2 separate regions of the Gossypium hirsutum genome follow, and region 2 is linked to region 1. Evidence: chromatin contacts called from public Hi-C data. All regions are on one chromosome and are shown on one strand. The core of a region is the stretch at or near the end of the contact, and the rest is flanking DNA. Distances in the headings are between cores, read along the strand shown.

Evidence for each region. Hi-C and Micro-C count contacts between places; a contact is called where the count stands out from the background.
Region 2: a contact with region 1 is called in a Hi-C map of seedling, with 1.5 times the contacts expected there. The contact joins the promoter of LOC107950492 here to the enhancer-like site in region 1. A contact is called at or near these places in 5 of 34 Hi-C or Micro-C datasets (leaf and seedling).

The regions. Positions count from the first base shown.
Region 1 is chrD03:3,842,763-3,847,744 of Gossypium_hirsutum_v2.1, forward strand. No RefSeq gene overlaps it. Among protein-coding and RNA genes, the nearest start is that of LOC107950494, 4.2 kb to the right of the region's middle. Within about 2 kb of position 2,564, at least 1 of the 9 cell types and tissues checked has an H3K27ac peak or open chromatin away from gene starts, as enhancers often do.
Region 2 is chrD03:3,877,963-3,882,944 of Gossypium_hirsutum_v2.1, forward strand. It overlaps LOC107950492 (glycine-rich domain-containing protein 1), which reads right to left and starts at 2,681. Exons shown (of 9, transcript XM_016885340.2): 1 at 2,596-2,681; 2 at 2,296-2,464; 3 at 1,974-2,091; 4 at 1,639-1,893; 5 at 1,100-1,555; 6 at 466-1,007; 7 at 13-208. The coding sequence starts at 2,623.

The sequences.
Region 1 (4,982 bases), core at 1,314-3,813:
ATGTGTATTCCTTGGAGTTAGTGAAACTTCAAAAGCGAAACTTCGGAAGCTTACAAGTTATTTAATCTCTCAACGAAGAAAGTGATAATCAATAAAGACATGTATTTGATGAATAAGCTATATGGGATTGGGTTGATGACAATTCAGTTCCAAGTTTAATACCGAATGAGGATGTTTCAATTGATGAGGTAGAGGCTGGTGAAATTCAAGGTAAAACACTAGCATCACATGAGCAACAATCAACTTTACCTCAAATTCTAGCTCAATTTGATAAAATTTTAGAAGAAGAAGAAGAAGAAGAAGAAGAAGAAGAAGAAGAAGAAGAAATGAGATATAATTTGAGGGATGAAAACTCAAGGAAAAGGCATGCATGGGTGATGTGCGATGATATTAGTACAGATGATGATGCTTATTGTGTATTATATGTTGATAGTGATTGATCTGCCACAAATTGATATGGCAAATCAGGCTTTTTTGACATACTTACGGAGCTTTTTCTCAAGAAAAAGGTCTTTTATATATTTATATTTATTATTTTTAGATTTCTAGTTAACAAGTGAAAATGGCTCGTTTTTTCCCATTTTTTTACCCAATTTGGCCAATAGTGCTATTGGGAGGTCTAATGTGTGATTGAGTGGTGTAAAGACGTGTTGGAGGTAAAAAACAAGTGAGAACAATACCAAGTGAAAGGATATTGTGATATCCACACCTTGGGATCGCAATATCTCTAACAATATGGAAGAGAAAGACTCCCATCAATGGTATTGCAATATCCTCTTTGGGTATCACGATATCCACCATTCAAAGGTGACCCCAAGGCTCGACATTGCCTGAGATGTCACGATATCCAATTTTGGGTATCGTGACACTGTCTTTGTTAGGGGGACAAACTTTGACAAAAAATGTAGCCTTTGTCCACCCGATCCACCAATCATATAAGGCCTGTGTAGGGGCATTTTTGGTAATAAAAAAGTATCAGGTGACAGCTTAAAACAACTGAAATTGGCTGAGGAGGATACATACTTGTTTAGTTTTAGGTTTAGTTTTCTCTAGGTTTTTCTTAGTTTTCTGTACTTTTTCTAGGGTTTTTATTTTTTTCTTCTTCTTTCTTAGTTTAGAGTTTATTTTTCTACATTTACTTCTTGTTATTGATGTTTTTAGTGTTAGTTAAGTTAGTTATCACTGTAGCTAAGGTTTATTTACATTTTCAGTCCATGTACCTTAGTTTCAAGACATGTTAAGCTTTAGTTTAATGTATTTCGGTTTCTTTTACTTTAAATATATTAAAACTTGTTCCGTTTATGTTTTTTACTTTAGATTTTCTTGTTAAATGCTTTTAGTTTGATGTTATTTAAGTTTTCTTCATAAAAATATCGACTTTCATGTTTTTATTAAGTTTTACTTTCGTGGTTGTTTCGTTTTCCATCTCCATATTCATTTCTTTTAGTTTTAGCATGAGTAGCTAAACATCAAAGGGGTTGGTAAATGGAGATGTGGGTAAATCGAAATCTTTGGACAAAAGACAAAATCATAATAAATTAGACTAAATTGAATAGACCTAAAAACTTAGAAAGTGACGCCTCTAAGGGAATATCGAGGCAAGTGAGATTGGAAGGTAATCTTGTCGCACACCCATTCATTAATCCCAGATTAACCGGTGAGATCGAAAGATAAATCGGAGCTAATTCGTCTTAGTTGGTAAAATTGAGATCAGAAAATAAAATGGAGCCATTTAGTAATTTACAAGATTTAAGTCTATTGTTTGAAGGCCGGTGAACCACATCGAAATCAATCAACCACTATTAGTTATTTACTGAATATTCCCTTAGTTTTATGTTCTTTACAATTTAGTCATTAGAGTAGCATATTTAATTTTCTTGCAATCTTTTCTTGAAATGAATTGTCATACTATAAAATCGTATTATTAGCCCCTTAGACTCGATAGTGTATGCTAGCTATCACTTAATCGCCACCTCTCTTGGTTATCCTAGCTATCCTTGGAATGCTCTAGTGTTTCATTATAACACTATAAATATTACAATTGACTTGTACGCTTGTAGAAAATCAGACTTTAAAAATTATTTTTTAAGTTCATTATTTTATTGCACATGCGCGATGCATGTCAGTGATTTAATCGCTTTTTATGATGCTGTAAAAGAGAAGAAATGTCATGAGGCAACAGATAAAGAAATTGAGTCCATTGAGAAAAATCACACTTGGGAGCTGAGAGATCTACCCGAAGGATTAAAATACATTAGTGTTAAATGGGGTTTCAAGACGAAGTTGAATGAGAAAGGTGAAATTGACAAACACAAAGCTCAGTTGGTGGAAAAAGGTTATAAGCAGGAGCATGAGATTGATTATAAAGAAGTTTTTGCTCCAACTGTAAGGCTGAATACAAACATATTAGTGATTTTGCTTGCAGCACAACATTCATGGTTGATTCTTCAATTAGATGTTAAGTCTGTATTCTTGCATGGCAACTTATAAGAGGAAGTGTTTGTTGATCAACCATCTGGTTATGAGAGGATAAGTTTAGAACAGAAGGTTTATCGACTAAAGAAAGCTATCTATGGGCTAAAGCAAGCACCAAGAGCTTGGTATAGTCGCATAGATGCTCATTTTGCAAAGTAGGGATTTGAGAAATTTCCTTTTGAGCATACCCTTTATGCCAAGTCTGATGGACGTAAAATGCTTATTGTTTATCTTTAAGTTGATGGCTTGATATTTACTGGTAATAATGTTGATATGTTTAATGAGTCTAAGCTGTCTATGATGAAAGAGATTGAAATGATCAATCTAGGATTAATACTTTCTGGGATTATAAATCATTCAAACTTCTGTTGGTAATTTTATTTATCAGAAGAAATATGCTCATGAGATTCTTGTAAAGTTCAAAATGACAGATTACAAGCCATTTGCTACACCAATTGAACCTAATTTGAAGCTGCACAAAGATGATGAAGGAAGGAAGTACACAACACTTATTTTAAGCAAATAGTTGGCTGCCTCATGTATTTGACATCTACCAAGCCTGATATCATGTATGCAATGAGTTTAATTAGTAGATACATGGAAAAGTCGATTGAAATGCATCTCAATGCAGCTAAAAGAGTTTTGAGATATGTGAATGGTATAGTTAATTATGGTGTGTTTTACAAAAATGATATTGATGTTAATTTTTTTGAGTATACTGATAGTAATTATGCATGGGTTAATTTTTTTGGGTATATTGATAGTAATTATGCAGGGGATATTGATGATCGTAAGAGCACTTCCGGTTATGTGTTCATGTTTAATTCAAGTGTAATATCATGGTTGTCAAAGAAGCATCAAATAGTTACACTTTCCATAACCGATGTTGAATTTGTGGCAGCAACTTCAAGTACGGGTCAAGCATTGTATTTTAGAAATATGTTCAAAATACTTAGAGTTGAGCAAAAAGGTCTAACAATTATAAACTGTGATAATATGCCAACTATCAAGCTGTCAAGAAATCCAGTGATGCATGGGAGAAGCAAACATAGTGATGTTCATTTTCATTTTTTGTTGGATTTATGCAAGGAAGAGAAGATAGAGTTGTAGTTCTACAAGAGCAATGAATAGATTGTTGATATTTTGACCAAACCACTTAAACAAAAAGCATTTGAAAAAATAAGAAAGATGCTTGGAGTTTGTTCTCCTTAAGGCATTGATTAAGGATTTCTCAAAACAAATAAATCCTAAACTGTTTTAAGCAAAAATCAGTTTAAGGGAGGGTGTTAATTATATTGTTTTTCTGTTATCTTAGTTAGGATATTTAGTCAAATTAATATGAAACAATTATCCTAATTTATTGGTTATTTGTTGAATAAGAGTACTAGTATTTTGAAGTAGTTAGTCTTTTAAAAATCTGCAAAATTGTTACAACTGATTTTTTTGTTCTTCTATATACACTCTAAAGAGTATGATGAAAATGATGATAAGTCTTTTTTCAGTAAAAAAGATCTTAAATTCTCCTTCTTTACTATTAAAATTCAACAGTTCGAATGGTTTGAGATTTTTGTCTAAACTAATGGCAGCTTAGAGACTCATATTCTTCTCAACCTCAACCTTATCATTAACACTGGGAATAAAAAAATTTCCTCTTTTTGTTTTTTTTTATTTTGTGGATTATTGAGAGATCTAAGGGTGTGTGCCAACACTAATTTCATTGATACACTTTAAAATCTAAGATTGAACAATAAGGAGAATAGAAGAAAAAAAAAAGAGAAAAAGAGAAGTTTTCTGTAACTTTTTTGTGTATGTATTTCGATAACCATTTTCCCTTACAACTAAAGGTTAAAAGAAGAAGAAAGCAAACGTGGCAAAGTTAGTTACAATTTCTAGTTAGTCTGTTGATGCTGTTCATCATTTCACTAAAGACATTACGCAGCATTTCACTAAGTTTTATTCTGTGTTTACAACGCACCATTTAACTAAAAGCAAAACACACTGTTTAAGATCCTTTAAGTCTAATGCACCGTTTCATCCCATACATCATATTTTCTTGATTGAAATTCTACCCCATAACAATTACTGCCCTCTAGGAAAATATCATTGTCCTTAAAGACCAAAATGAGGAAAATTGGCTTGAAACTGCTGCAAGGATTCCCAGGTAGCATCTTTAAGGAAAGAATTGATCCACTCCACCAGGACTTCAGTCACTACCTGTTTCACTTTATTCACCATACTCTTGTCTAAAATTCACACTAGTTCTTTCTTCAAGTCCCCATGATCATCAATCAAAGGTAGTTGAACCTGAACTAGAGCTGATTTGATGTGTTTTTTCAGCTGAGACACATGAAAAGTTGGGTGAATGCGTGATCCTGGCGTAATTGGAGTGTATAGGCCACTTATCCCACCTTCTTAACCATAGGCAAAAATGACCATAATACTTAGGAGATAGTTTCTAATGAATGACCTTTTTTACTGTTTGTTGCCTATAGGGTTGCAATCGCAAG
Region 2 (4,982 bases), core at 1,431-3,930, 35 kb after region 1:
ATGGATGCATACCGTCCTATTGCCTTTGAGATCAAAGAGATGACCATTTTCACCGACTTCTGCATTGTGAAGAACCCATTGGGAATTCATCAAATTCCAATGAGTCCCTAGAAACTCTGCTACTGTATGAGTTTCTCCATGCTTTGTGATACCAATTACTTGCTTACTCGAGAGGCTGTTCTCTTTCATCTTTGCCTTCCCGAACTCCCTATAATCAAGCCCCGAAATTGTCAAATTAATTCCAAGGTTTACAAGTCTTGAAACTAACAGTGGTGAGAAAACAGAAAGATGCATAGGTGCTATAATTGTTTTCCAAAGAATTATCATATGTAAACAGCACGGGCTAAAGACACAAAAACACTCGGCTTAGACGGTATATAAATATTTAATAACTTGTAAAAATACTCGGAAGTAAGCTTAAAGTTAATTGCCAACATTTAACTTGGTGTGAATGCATGTATATACCTCATTTGAAGTCTTATGACCTCAGCTTGAGTTTCATCAATGACACGGGTATAGCTCTTGCCACTTGGGACAGTTCCGGTAAGAGGGAGCTGAAAACAAGAACCTTTCGAAAAAGGATGGGATCGAACCATGTGAAGCACATGTGGTGCTGCTGTAGGAACTGTGAAGGAAGCAGCAACACGTAGGCCAATCGGTTTTGAAGATCCATTTCCAGAAGGGGGTACCAAGTCCAACCATTTCTCCACAGCAAGTTTGGAAACCGGATCTAGAAACTCTTCTATGGAGAGTGAAGCAGTGCCTAGAGTTTTGCATGTCTTTGTTACTGGTAAAGTGGAAGCTGAATTTGATACGAGTTCGAAATGCAGTTCACCAGTAGGTTCACACTGAAATAAAAGAACCTGTTTCTTCCCAGACTCAGATAAAATAGTCAGTTTCTGCTTAGTATTACAGAATACATCGGGTTGAGTTTTACTTAACAAGACAAAGAGATTCCCCTTCTTTTCGTCCGGTAAGTTCTTAACTGCAACAATCTCCAAAAGTACCTGAAAAAAGGCATCAAACATAATGAGAAATGACCTTTAAAATACGAAAGCAGCATTGGTACCGTGGTCCAGGTTAAATATAGGTAAACTACCTCTACAATCCTCATCTCAGGAAGCTTAATAATGTTCGGAAACTCATTTGTTGCATCTATTTTCTTAGGTAAAATGTCGGGAATGCAAGGAATAGCTGCAAGAGGAGATGGAGAATTCCCTCTATACATGGCCCCCGACTTCGAGTATCTTTTGCCGAATGTATCCTCCCACTGTTTAGTAGTCCCCGAAAATCCGACATCAAGCTTCTTCCCCTTAGTTCTGTCTGAGTCTGTATCATCATGCTCCAATATCTTACCAAGTACTGTATTCAAATCTTTGCAGTAAGAGACAGGATGCAACTGGTGTGTGTGCCAGATAAGGTCGATGTCATAGGTTGGAACGCAAAAGCGCTTTGTCGAATTCTCTCGATTCCTCTTGATCAGATGAAGGAAACCCTTATACCTAGCTACAGCTTCTTCGATAAAGATATTGTTATTCATATGCGCTCTGGATACCTAGAGCCGAAAACAAGATTAGGCAGATTGTCAAAGAAGAATGCTACTAAAAAGATAACGATTTAGATCATTCCCGGACTCACCTGATAAAAGAAAGGACTCTGCCTTTTAACAGCTGAAACTAGATCATATTCAGTGTGTTTTTCAAGTCCAGAAAGTGTTTCAGAGGCATTTTCAGACAAGGCTTTGGTGAAATCAAAGTCATAAGCTTCATTCGGATAAAGCCTGTTCCAAATTTCTTCGGTTTGCCGTTTACATGCGCCTCGAAGGGAAGACACAACATTAGTATTGTCAAGGATCTTCCCATAGAGTTCTTCACAGTCAGACTTGTAACGAACCTGATTTAAAAAGACAAGAAAATGCCAACTTCAACTTACAAAAAATAAAACAAGCAAAAAATTTCAGCTTAGAGACATACTGGGTTTAGCCTATGGCAATGCCAAATCCATTCACAATCAAGAGGAACAACCAAAGGCCCTTCCAAAATGGGTTCTTCATAACATTTGGCTAGCAAGGGAAGCCAGTAAGCATTGTACCTAAAAATTAGCATATATAAAAAAATCAACAACCCAAATTTTGATTCAAAATGCACATCAATTAAAAGGGTTTAAGCTAGGAATCAAATGCAAAACTTGGAGAAACTTAGACAAAATGAAATCCCCAAAAAGACCCAGAATTTGAAAATGGTAAAAATGATGATTTTAGCAACAATCAAGAAATTGAGCTGTGAAAGTGATCACCTGTAAATGGCTCTATGGAGAGTAGGGCCATCGTAGAGCCAACGGTTCCTATCGACAGCAGCGAGGAATTCAAGCTGGTTCTTGGCAGCACCTGCAAGGTTCAAACTAATTTCGATCTTTTGAGCTTCGATCCATTCCAGTCCTTGCTCTTTCTCCATTTCCATCTCTTCTATTGCCACATAGAAACAGAATCCCATTAATAGAAAAACAAAATCAAAGAAGGAAATTAATAAAATGACATAAGAATTATAACTGATTTTTTTTGTTCATAACTGATGATGAACAGATTGAGAAGAATACCGGAAACGTATTTCACTTGGCTTGTCATTGCTTTTCTCAGTTGTGATATTTCGCAATATCTGTCGAGCTATATATTGGAGATTCTTGTCTGAAACTCTTAACTGAAGTTCAAAGAAAATGACCAGAATGTCCTTTTCATTTTTTTGTTAAAATTTCCTATTATTCCTCGTACTTTGTGAAAGTTGTGGATTTAGTCTTTGTACTTTAGTGTAATCAATTTTAGTCTTTGTACTTTTCGGATATTGAAATTTTAGTCCTGAACCAAATAGTAGCAGTTAAATTTGTTTGTTTAAATTCAATTACTAGTTCTATACAACGTGTATCGTTGTAAGTCCATATTCTCCAATTGGATCATTCTAAGTCCTTATACTTATTGAGCTTTGAAATTTCAATCTTGACACAGATGACAGTATTTAATCCATTAACTAGATTTTTAGTGTGTAGTGTGTGGAAAAAACAAGCTGACATAGTAGTACACATATGATAATATGTTTGCCACATCAGATTTTGAAAATAACAGAACTTAACTAAATGAATTTAACAATTATCTTTTCGTAAGGACTGAAATTAAAAAATTAAAAAATATAAAGACAAAAAATGACCAAATTAAAGTAAGGGATCAAATCCATAACATAAAATATGGGGACTAATAGCAAAATTTAATCTTCTTCTTATTTTCTCTGAAACGTGATATAGAATAATATAACTGAGGACAAGGTAACATTTAGCAAATTTTCCGTTTAGTCTCTAAATTTTTTTTATCCATATTAGTCTCAAAATTTGATAGTTTTTCAATTTGGTCTTTAAATTTAGATTCTGTTAAAATATGATGACATAATACTTTGAAATTGTGTCACATTATCACTTGAAATTTTATTTTCAAAAAAAATTAATTCTTCAATATTCATTTATAATTTATAATTATTTATTAATATTTTATATATATTATTTTTAAAAATTATGATTGAGCAAGGATATAAAAGCAAGGGTTGTCTTTTATGTAGGGTCTCCAATGGGATAATATTTTTATTTCTCTAAATATTATTTTCTTTTGTATGGATAATATCAAAGAAGAATAATTTATAGTAAATTAAGGAATAAACAAAGATTAGTAAGCTATTGATAGGGATTTGCAACTTGCATTGAAATTTTCTAATGATGTTCTGTTTCTTACATCTTTATATAATTTTTTATTGAATTTTCCATGAAGTAAGAAGGAAAATGCCCAACGGAAATCTTACTATTTTCAAACTTGAAGTTAAATATGACTATTAAAGATTTGACACTCATATTTTTTAATAACATTTGTTTAGTATAAATATACGCAAATGTTAATTTTCAAAAATTAAATAATCATTTAAACACTCCCATTCGAATCGATTTTTTATTTTTCAATTTTTCTTAATGAGTATTTATTTATTTATTATCGCGAATATAAATGGATAATAAACAAGACAAAAGGAAAATGGGTATAATAAATGGTAAAATGAAAATAGGATTTTAAGAAATAAATAAAAATGAAAGCAACGGTGGAACCAACCGCCTGTCAGGGTGAGGAAAATGACGTTGATTTGTTTCGTGTACGAAAACGCCTGTGAAGTGAAGAGAGCTCAGTTGGTACTTGGTACTACTACATCTAACTCAGATGTGCAGTACAATTATCATTTTCTTTTTTTTCAAAATTAAAGTATCCAAAAATGTATGTGGTCGGCTATAAAATCTATTTTATTCGGATTAACGAACTTATATCACACTGTCTGGTTAGATTAGACTTGTTCATGAGTCGGGTCATTTGGCCCGGTCCTAAGGTCCTCCTGAAATATACGAGGGTTTGAATAAAAATATAAATTCAAAAAATAGGTTTAGACAAAAAAATAAGGCCCGTTTAAAAAATTGGCCGGGCCTCGAATAAAGCATTTTGGCCTGAGTCTAGCTCAACCCGGCCTAAATTCACTAAAGGACAAAAAAAATTGTTTTTTTTTATATTATTTTCTTGTTGTTTTCTCCTTATGTTGCAACCATTTTACTATTATGTTGTTACTATTTTGTTGTTATTATTTAGATATTGTATAAAACTTATTTTATTTTTAATTTTGTTATTATTTTAGAGGTTAAAATTTATTTTCGATTTGTTGAGAAATATTTATTTTGATATTTTTAGTATTTTTGATGTATTATATATATATATATTAAAATTATATAAAAATAATATAAAAAGTAATATGGGCGAGCCGGGTTGGGCTGGGTTTTAACATTTTTATCTGGGTCAGGCTTGGACAAAATTTTAGGCCTATTTTTTGGGCCAGGCCTAGCGAACGGGCCTAAATTTTTAGTTGAGCCCGGCCCAAACTTGGCCTGACCCAGCCCATGCACACCTCTAGTTAGTA